Regions from separate parts of the Zea mays genome. Here region 2 is linked to region 1. The links are chromatin contacts, called in public Hi-C maps. All regions are on one chromosome and are shown on one strand. The core of a region is the stretch at or near the end of the contact, and the rest is flanking DNA. Distances in the headings are between cores, read along the strand shown.

Region 1 (5,126 bases), core at 940-3,439:
ATCTCCAAAGTCTGATAATTCAAATGGTTGGGCCTTTGGTCCACTAGGACTTGAGGCCTCCCAACTAAGATGTATGAGTTCTTTGATTCTAGCCTCACAGCTGCACTTAATTTTTTATGGAAAATAAATTTTAGTTTTGAGAAGATCCTAACCATGTAAGTACAGTCGTTGTATACAAGTATCACGTATATAAACAAGAACAAAATAGTGGTACGATTAACCTTATACCAATACATGGCGCAAATTTTAAGAGAAATTTCACCGTGTCAATTCACCTAGTATTCTTTATTATATCGCTCTTTCTCCAAGAGGCCCGGGTGAAGCAGTTGTTTACCATGGTGCACCGAAACATAGACCAAGGGACTCAGGGCTTCACTCTCAGAATACCATAGTGGCCGTAATACCCATATGGTCATGGATCTGTAAAAGAACTCGGTTACAACTGGGTGTTTTAGATTCAGAGAAACGATAAAGCAGATACACCGGGTGTTTTAGATTCTTCTAAATCATTTTTTCTTGGTAGCTTCTTCTGCTCTGGTAAAAGAATCTGCGATTACATCAGTAGCCCAATCCTTGACATCCTCCTACAGGTAAAGGATACGGATATCAGTAGTAAAACATCCTCCTACAGGTAAAGGGTAAGAGGTTCTCCAAGACAATAGCTTGATTGCATGAGGATCCCATGAATGAAATATCTAAATCCAGATGTGGGAAGTACTAGAGCAACAAGCTGTTGAATAACAGAACATACAAGCCATATAATTTAAGCATTGGGATTAGTGGTGAATAAAAATAATAGAACACATCAGAGGTGACAGTACCATAAACCATCAAAGAGTACCATGCAAAACTTCATTTTAGAAACTAACCACAAGAAACATCTACTAACCAGTCGCACTGGCTCCCCCGTTCTTATCCGGGCATGTGGACGAGCTAACTTTGATTCAAAAGGGGTCCTTGGCCTGACTTCTTGGACCTCCTCCCATTCTTCACGAGATAGCATCCTTACTGTTCCTTGATCAGGGTGGCTATTCTTTATCTTGCGCTCTCTCCTTTCTTGATCTGTAGCTTCATGTTCCTTCCCACAGAAACAGAAAATAAGATTCATAACATTATTTTGATATCCTAACAAACATAAAAAAGAACACTATTCAATTTAAATGTTTTCTTTCGTAGCCATATAGACTATACAGTTGCCAGTAGTTCAAAATTAACCTTAAAACAATATTCTAGAATCTTGATGATTTAGTTAACCAGAAGGGTGTACACAAATCGCCACGAAACATTAGGCACCTAGGGGGTGATAACGGATTGTGAAACAAATATTTTCTTCACAATTTGTTTGAGTCTTTAATTGATTTTAGTTCAAAAATGAATAGAAATAGAGTCTGATCCTAATCTGATTCGATCCTTAAATTTTATAGTGTAAAATTTAGAGCTCATTACCACCCCTACAGGCAGCTGGCAAAAAATGTGAAGCTGAACGAACATTGTAGAATTCATCCGTATGAAAGGAAAGAAAGGTTGACTGAATGTAATATCAAACAGATCCAATAGTAAAAAGTCCAATTAGGATAACACAAATCTACCCAGGCCCATGAAGAAAACACTGTATACACTTATGAAGCAAATAGACAACTAGATAATAAATCCGCACTTCTCTCATCTGAGAACACTTGTCACAACCACCTTCAAATTCCTACAGGTTACATGTCTACATGTCCAAATCTAGCAATATGAAGATTCTACACTACGCGCCATAGCATTGACTCAACAAAAGATTCGCATAATGTTCGGGTATTCAAGGAAATACACAGTACTTGCAATTGCAACAGAAAACAACCCTAGGAGAAGCCAGCTACAGCTACAAGGCCTAGGAGGGCACGGAGCAGTACCATCATGAGGAGCTTGGTGAAGAGGGCCACGGCGGCGGCGGTGAGCACCATGGGGAGGGAGACCGAGTCGAGCCACGCCAGCGACTCTGGCGTGGGCACGAAGAACTCGTCGCGGCCCGGGTCGCGACGCCGCCGCCTCGCGCGCTCCCGCTCCGCCACGCGCATCCGGAGGAGGTCTCTCGGCGAGGCTTCTCCCGCCAACGCGACCTGCCTCGCGGACGCCCCTCCCCGCCGCAGCGCCGACCGCAGCATCGCCGCCGCGTCCACGCCCGCCACGCTACTCGAGAGGAGAAAAATAGAAAATGGATACAAAACTGTGTGAATTGTTTTTTTTTTACTTTTGGAGTCAATCAAATGGGCTAAGATGTTGGCCCTTGTATGCTCCATGGGATCTCGGCCCGTTTTAGTGGCTCGGTTTGTGTACCTGGGTTTCTTCCTTTCCGTTCTTCGCAATTTTACTTTTAACTTTTTTAACAGAAATACTCGCTCAAATTTTTATATTTCTATTTCAATTCTTAAAAGTGGATGTTTACTATTGCTATCGCTCTTAACAAAACTACGTCTGGAAATTTATGATACTAAATAAATGTAGTATAAACATATAACTAATGAAAAAATAAATATTATATTTATTTGGTACCATAAATGTTACTATTTCTTTACATGAAATTTGATCAAACATAAGGCTCTTTGATTATCAGAAAAATTTAAAATTACGTATATAATAGAATAGGAAAGTATTAAAAAACATAACTAAATAGCTACTAGATCTAAAGGTTAAAGTTTTGATGACTAATGTCCTTGCGGTTTTGTTTGGTTACTCTAGTATTGATCCAATCCACATGATGACGTAGTACACTAGGTCTACATAAGATCAAGGATTTCAAAACCTACCCAAATTGCCAAATGAAGGCCTCGCATGGGTGGTAGGCTTATTATGCTTTTCAGCTTTTGGGTACACTTGGACAACTACTCAACTAGACGAGCTCGTATCCCGCAGTATCTCCGTGCTCTAGTGTCACCGGGAAAACGTGAGATATAACTTTGCCACATCGCGACCAGCTGCAGCATATCACATCGGTGGCAGCATGTGATGCGTATCAGCGCGTGAGGCTGAAAAGGGGACGTGAACCCAACCGGGGTCCGGGCGAGATCGCAAGCGGGGGGCAGCGACAGCGGAGACATGCCATCGCCGAACACACCGTGTCGTGTCCGTCGGTTGCCAGTCCACACTGCCGCCTGCGTCGGCGTCGGCGTCGGCGTCGCCGGGCCAGACAGGGAAGCCAGCCAGCTACTCGTTGCAGATGGCACCGCCGCCGATGGCCTGATCGCGTCCCGGCTCTGAAACCGCCTGAAGTTCTCTCGCGTCCTCCTGCCTCACTGGACTGGATTGGAATTGGACCCTTCTCCAGCCTCTGCCGGAGTTTTCTTTGCCGATGCGTGTTACGCGTGGTGCATGCAAGATAAACCTGTGTATCTTCTCTGTTATCAAAACCTTTTGCTGATATCGTCTCGTCTGTTTTCACTGCTTTCTTTACCTGCAGGTGAGGCTGGCGTTTTAGTCTCTGAGCGTCTTTTTTACACCTATATATACACAATCACCATCATCGTTTGGCTCCAGTCGCCCATTGCCATGCCCGTCGCCGTGGTCGCTTTCTCCGGTTCTCCCCGAGCAAAATAATCACCTTCAGCAGACAACCGTTGCCACCTCGTCTATCTCGGCGCTGCTCAACATCATCTCAGACTCTGCATCATACATTCATACTACACTACACTCCTCCACCGTGATCCAAACTCCTCCATCCAGGTCATCATACACTCGATCGCCAGAAATAAACAAACAAACAGAAATAAACAAACAAATAAAAATATGTTTGTGCCACTGCAGACGCACATGCCAGTTCCAGAGTTCGAAACAGTGCTCGATAGTTTAATGGGCGCAGAGCTTTTGGCCACGAGGGGCTCCATGTGCCGCTGCTCATGGCTCCAAACATAGGCTTTTGTTGTGTTGCCACTTAAACAAACTCGATCGTGGCCATTTGTCTATGCCGCGTCGTCGTCGTCGTCGTCCCGCTCGCCGGCCGCTGCTCGCTCGGAACAACGGGACGGGACGCACTTGGCTACTGCTCCGCCGCTACATGTGTCTATAGGCCAGCGGCGCCGGCACACTGGCATGCACAGCACAGTAATGACCGGACCCGCGATTCGCCGGGGAAACGGCCAAGTGCTCCGCGTAGCTAGCATAAACCTATCGTCTATCACTGCAGGTGAGCGGTGACCTGGCCTAACACTCGAAAGATTCCACGGGACATGCATAGTAGACGTATATCTATCTATCTATCTATCCAATCATGCATGGACCACGACGTCGAGTAGAATTAAATTCGTAGCCGGAAAGGAGGATTAGGCAGGCTACAGTGGTAGGGAGAGGGACCGGGGCGAAAGGTCGACGAAAAGAGATGGCGTATGTCCTGGAGTGTCGCCGTAGTGCTGGCCGATTGGCATGTTTCAGGTTGCTGTCTGCTCGCAGCACGCCATGATCGGCTGCCATGCTCGCGCGGAAGGACGACAGCGATGGAGTTATGGGGAACGTCGTTGATGCAGACTTCGACCTCTCGATTCGTTGCAACTGGACCATTTCTTTTTTAATTCTTTTTCTTTTCCAAGCAGGACCGCAGTTTATTGCCATGTTTTCTCAAGTGTAAGCCTTATTTAGACCCTTTTAAGCGAAATAGATTTGGGGATCAAAATTCTACTCTCTCTGTCTCAAATTAAAATTCGTTTTAGTGAATAATATGTTTATATAATATTTGATGTATGTATGTGTTTTATATATGTATCTATATTCATCAACATCTATTTAAATATCGACATAAAAATTAAGAGCTAAAACGAATATGACGGGTGTGTTACATGATTTTATGTTTTATAGACAACCATTTGTATTGGCCCCTTTCAAAATTCTTACTGAACTAGACCTCATAAAAAGTTTCCTTTGTATATCTCTCGTTATTGAAATCCAATATATTTTTTGGCGCTCCATCCAAATGTGTATCTTCAAGATGATATTATAATTCTAACCTATTGAGTTGTAGGTTGACCGTGTCCAACATAGTCGCAACCTCCGCTCTATGATAACACCTTCATAGTTGGATCCAACTTGTACACTATAAAAATGAGTAAATCTAAGTGTCGGTGTCCTTAGCCAAAAATCTAGTGGCTCGGCATGAG
Region 2 (5,126 bases), core at 1,854-4,353, 230 kb after region 1:
TCAGTGAGGCATTATACGCCAAGGCGGTGAGCCCTGATCTGTTGACGGGGAATCGATGGGGACGGTTGATGTGTGTGGGGACGGAGTGCCTCGCCACGTCGTGTGTTTAGGTTTACCTTGCAAGGATAAAAACTCGATTCGAATCGTCTGCTTCTCGCAGGTAATGAGACTGCTTGATCCATTGTACTGCATTGAGTAACAAGTGGAAATATGATGAGTTGATATAAGATGTTGATTGCTAATAATATTTGCTACCATGTATGAGTAGATAGTACACATTTAGCCTTAAGAGAGTCACACTTAGATTGACAAAGTTAAAAACTTGACTTAGAAACTCAGCTAGTGCTTTTGGCAACCAAACCCCACAGCCAAACAGCTGCATGTCTAGAGGTAGAGGAGTAGACTCCTCACACCGGGTAAGTCTAGCTGAGTATTAGTATACTCAGCCTTGCTTGTGGCATAATTTTACAGGTTCTCTGGAGGACATGGTTGCTGGAGTGACTTGGCCGTCCATCTTGCCACCGGGTTGGACTGTCGAGTGGGACCCCACCTCGGCTGAGGAGGAGCATGAGGAGTGATGGGACATGCTTCCCCATCTCTCTGTTTATTTACCGTTAGTTTTATTCCGCTGCACTTCGAACAATGATGACTACTTTTGCAAAAACTCCGATGATGATGTAATAATTTAATACTCTTTAATGCATGGCTTTATGCTTTATTGTATTTGCTCTGTGACTCACCATCGAGTGAGATTGTGGTACTTGATCCTGTCAGTGGCCTTGTTGGACTAGATCCGAGGGATTGACGGGTTATTCCCATTTAAGTGTGGTCTAGCCTCTAAGGCAGGGCTCAGGCACTTAAGTTGGAATAATTCGGGCGGTTCCGCCACATTTATTATATTAAGTTTGGCCCGAGGCTTCAGTAATCCTAGATCCAACACCGACCAAAACTACTTACACTTTCTTTTATCAGTCCTATTGTTATGATATTGTGATATTCCTTTTTATCCATAGCAGTAGGGATGTATTACTTCATTGGTGCAATTTGCATGCATGATTAGAAAAGGATGTGTCCAACAATGGCTCTTTCACTTTTGTTTTGTAATAGAATCTATCATTTATCATTTTATTTCTTCAGAAGGTTTAAATATCCTGTTGGCTCTTGTATGTGCAGGAAGCGGGATATGCTACTTCAAAAAAATGGAGTATGTCAAGGCAGTGCCTTCAAAAGAACATTCCTGGAGGGAGGTACTACCCAGGCGTGTCACTGTACATGATGTCTAACATGCATTTGATTTTTTTTGTGACTTGTGAGACTTTTGTGACTTGTTATGTTGGGGCTTTTGTGACTTGTTATGTATGTGATGAAATGCTTGAAATGGATGGGATGTTGTTGTTATGTATGTGAGATGTTATATGTGACATTTTGTGTGATGTGGTTGTTAAGTATATTTGTTATGTGTACAATGTGGTGAATAATGAAAATGAAACAATATTTGTATTGCTAGTCAATTTATCTTGCTAGAGGTTACAGTAAACGATAGGAAGTTAGGCTGCTAACTTCCTAGAGTCTATAGAAAACGGTAGAAAGTTAGGCAGCTAACTTTCTAGAGGAGTAGTAAACGGTCGGAAGTTAGCTGACTAATAGCGACGTGTGCACGTCGTGATCCCATTAAATTCCGAGAGGCATTTTTGGCTCTAGAAAGTTATCTAACTTTCGAGAGGGCTCTAGAAAGTTAAGCTAACTTTCGACCGTTTCTTTTCAAGAGCGTAACTTCCGACGGGATGACTTAACTTTTGACGGGTCTGCTTACTTCGGAGAGTATAATGCTACCTTCCTGTGGTTTAGGCTCTAAGTATTTTTTTAGTGTAAAGTCCCGTTTAGAACCTTTAGAGCTAATAGTTAGCTACTAAAAATTAGTTGTTGGGTTCTAACACTCTCGACTAATACCATAGCTAATTGTTAGTTAGTTTATTATGGCTCTACCTAGCTAATAATTTATAGAGCTCCAAACGGAGACTAAAAAGTAGAGAGTTCCTCCGTATGTAGGTGAAATGCGAGAAACTGATGTTGGAATGACTTTCCAAAGAATACATTGATTTTGTTGTTGTTGCTGTTGTTGCCAGAACGTCTAACGATAATAGCTGTACAGATAAAATAGAACATGGAACGGAAAGGACATTCGAAAGACAAGGTGATCACCGATTGCCAATTGCCATTGGCCATGGTTCTTTACTTTTCCTTGGTCCCTTTGCCTACTCCATCCTGATCACAATCATACTAGCACCCACGGGCACGGCCACGGACCACGGTCCACCACGGCGCTGCTGTCTCGAAGCCACGTCAGCGTCACGCGGCTGATGATGGGGGGCGCCGCAGCGCACTCAATGCCACGCGGGGCTCACCCCGGAAGCATGCGCGGGGAGGGCCCACGACGTCCGTCCGTCTCCGTCCTCGGCCCGCGGCCGCGGGGCCATGAGCGCGGACCGCCAGACCGGGTCCACCTCGCCGTCGGCGGCCGCGGCGAGCCACGCGTCGACCCCCTCGAGGAGCGCGCGCCTGCCGGTCGGCGGAGACACCAGCCGGTCCCCCGGCACGCCGATGGCCGCGGCGCCCCCGTCGACGAGGGAGCGGAAGAAGACGTCGCGCAGCTCCCACGGCCCCGCGGCGGACACGCCCAGCCCGCCGCTGCACTCCTGCCAGGGGAACTGGAAAACCCCCGGCGGCCGCCGCGACGCCTCCCCGCCGTCGTCGCCCTCCCCCGCCGTCGCCGCGGCCTCCTCGAATGGGAAGTCCGGCGGCGCGGCGTGGACCTCCTCCTCCCTCGCGCCGCGCTTCGCCTTGCACACCGGCTGCCGCTGGTCGTCCATGCACGCGCACTGCGCCGCGTCAGAAATCCATAATTCAGAGGAAGAAGAAGAAGGAATCACCGCCATCGACACACATGCATGATGCGTATGCATCGTCATTGGATGGTATATGGTAGTACCTCGTACGATCGAGAAGGCAGCAGAGAGAGAGAGAGCAGGATCGGGTGGGAGAGGTTTTGCGCGCTGCTTGGCGAGAGGCCGTGTCGATGGTACGAGAGGTAGGAGGAAGAAGGTGCGTGGGCGGGGGGACCCGGGGGTGCTAAGAGACGGAGAACGCGGACGGGCGATCGAGCGCTTTGCACGCACGCCACGCCCGACACGCCATGCCAAGGCTCGCGCTCTGCTGGCCGGGCCTATCTATTAACCGAACGAGAGGGCGAAAACGGACAAACTGATGGAGCAGGAGACCAGTGCAGCGCGCTCACTGGAGCAACTCTGCAACTGCGTGCGTTGCCACGCTTTGCATTGCCTTGTTGGAGCACTTTCCACCTGTACCTTGGCCCTTGGGCATTTGGGCTTAGGGCGGGTCAGCACTCAGCAACTCAGCAGAGAAGCGCCGGGACGCCCACGCGGGGGTGCGCGACTGCGCGTTCTCGTGCTTCGCCAAACAAGGAACAACGGCTCGTGATGACACGCAGGTCGTGCGGAGCGGCATCCCGGAGCGCGGGGGCGGATCGCGTGCCCAGCGCCAGCGGCGAGGGTAACAGCCAACGTCACGTACGCGCGACGGCAAGTGCCCTGGCAAAAACTGGGCACCGCAAATGGGCGGGCACTCGCCGACGCGACGCGGCCGAAGCCGAGGCCGAGGCCAGGACGTACGCATCCCGTTTGCATGCGCTCGGGCCCTGTCTTTCCACCCCTCCCTCCCCTTCTGGGTCTCCACGGCAAAGGCAAGGGCTCCATCGGCATGATCTGGTCGATTATTTCATATTTGTGGCTGTCGACACGACTGTCGAGTACATATAATCATGTATCGGCACCGTGCGAAGAAATTATGCAACAGCTCATCATCCACAGGCGCACAGGCACAGCACAGCAGCTCCCGTTGCTGCTACCTGGCACAGTGCCACTGCTGTGCGCTTGGTCGTACAAGGCAACCTCGCGGAGTGTACGCCACCACCCCCTGCCCGCCCATGCGCTTTTAGCCAAAGAAAGCAACCGGCAAGACCACGGAACAGCACATCACCTCACTCATACAACGCGTATCATATACTCAAGTTTTGAATGTTTGGTCCAGAACGGATCGGAGACGCCGGCAAATAGTACCGAATTCACGATGATGGTATGTGTGTATACGCAGCTCCTCCACAGGTTAAAAAAACAACCAGGAAGGGTTGTGCTGTGTCATTGATTCAAGCGTGTGGAAGCACCTGATAGGCTGATACATTTCCTGTCAATGTCATTTACCTGAACTGAAATATAAGGCCATAGCTGAATTACAAGAACTGCTCCATGACAAGTCAATTTCCCAGGCCTTGCAGCCGCTACCAAAAAAAAAGTCTTGGGTATTTCTCAGTATAACATGAGATGCAAAAAAAGTGACACTCGGTGGTTAGTAGCAAAAATCATTTGCCAGTAAGGGGGTGTTTGGTTAGAGGGACTAAAGATTAGTCTCTAGTTTTTAGTCTCTTTTAGTCCCTTTTTTGCCAAACACTAGGACTAAAATATGGACTAAAATGATTTACTCTTTAGTCCTTCACATAGGTGCTAAAAGAGACTAAAAGCTCATAATTATCATGTTGCCCTTACCTTTTTTTATAGATAACTAATATTATGAGTATATTCTAAGGGTATTTGAGTCTTTGGACAATGTATTTAATGACTTTAGAATCTATTTAGTCCCTAAAACCAAACATATAGGGACTAAAGTTTAGTCCTATGACTAAAGTTTAGTTCTAGGACTAATTGAAACCAAACATGCCCTAAGTAACTGTGCACCTATCTATGGGCATGTTTGGTTTCAATTAGTTCTAGGACTAAACTTTAGTCCTAGAACTAAACTTTAGTCCCTATATGTTTGGTTTTAGGGACTAAATAGATTCTAAAGTCATTAAATACATTGTCCAAAGACTCAAATACCCTTAGAATATACTCATAATATTAGTTATCTATAAAAAGGTAAGGGCAACATGATAATTATGAGCTTTTAGTCTCTTTTAGCACCTATGTGAAGGACTAAAGACTAAATCATTTTAGTCCATATTTTAGTCCTAGTGTTTGGCAAAAAAGGGACTAAAAGGGACTAAAAACTAGAGA

What was found. Hi-C and Micro-C count contacts between places; a contact is called where the count stands out from the background.
Region 2: a contact with region 1 is called in a Hi-C map of bundle sheath, with 3 times the contacts expected there. The contact joins the promoter of LOC100274784 here to the promoter of LOC100277172 in region 1. A contact is called at or near these places in 2 of 25 Hi-C or Micro-C datasets (bundle sheath and leaf).

The regions. Positions count from the first base shown.
Region 1 is chr2:194,021,573-194,026,698 of Zm-B73-REFERENCE-NAM-5.0, forward strand. LOC100277172 reads right to left here and starts at 2,190. Exons shown (of 3, transcript NM_001150818.1): 1 at 1,896-2,190; 2 at 890-1,078; 3 at 260-584. The coding sequence starts at 2,147. The coding sequence ends at 507.
Region 2 is chr2:194,253,222-194,258,347 of Zm-B73-REFERENCE-NAM-5.0, forward strand. LOC100274784 reads right to left here and starts at 3,104. Exons shown (of 1, transcript NM_001149067.1): 1 at 2,071-3,104. The coding sequence starts at 2,969. The coding sequence ends at 2,385.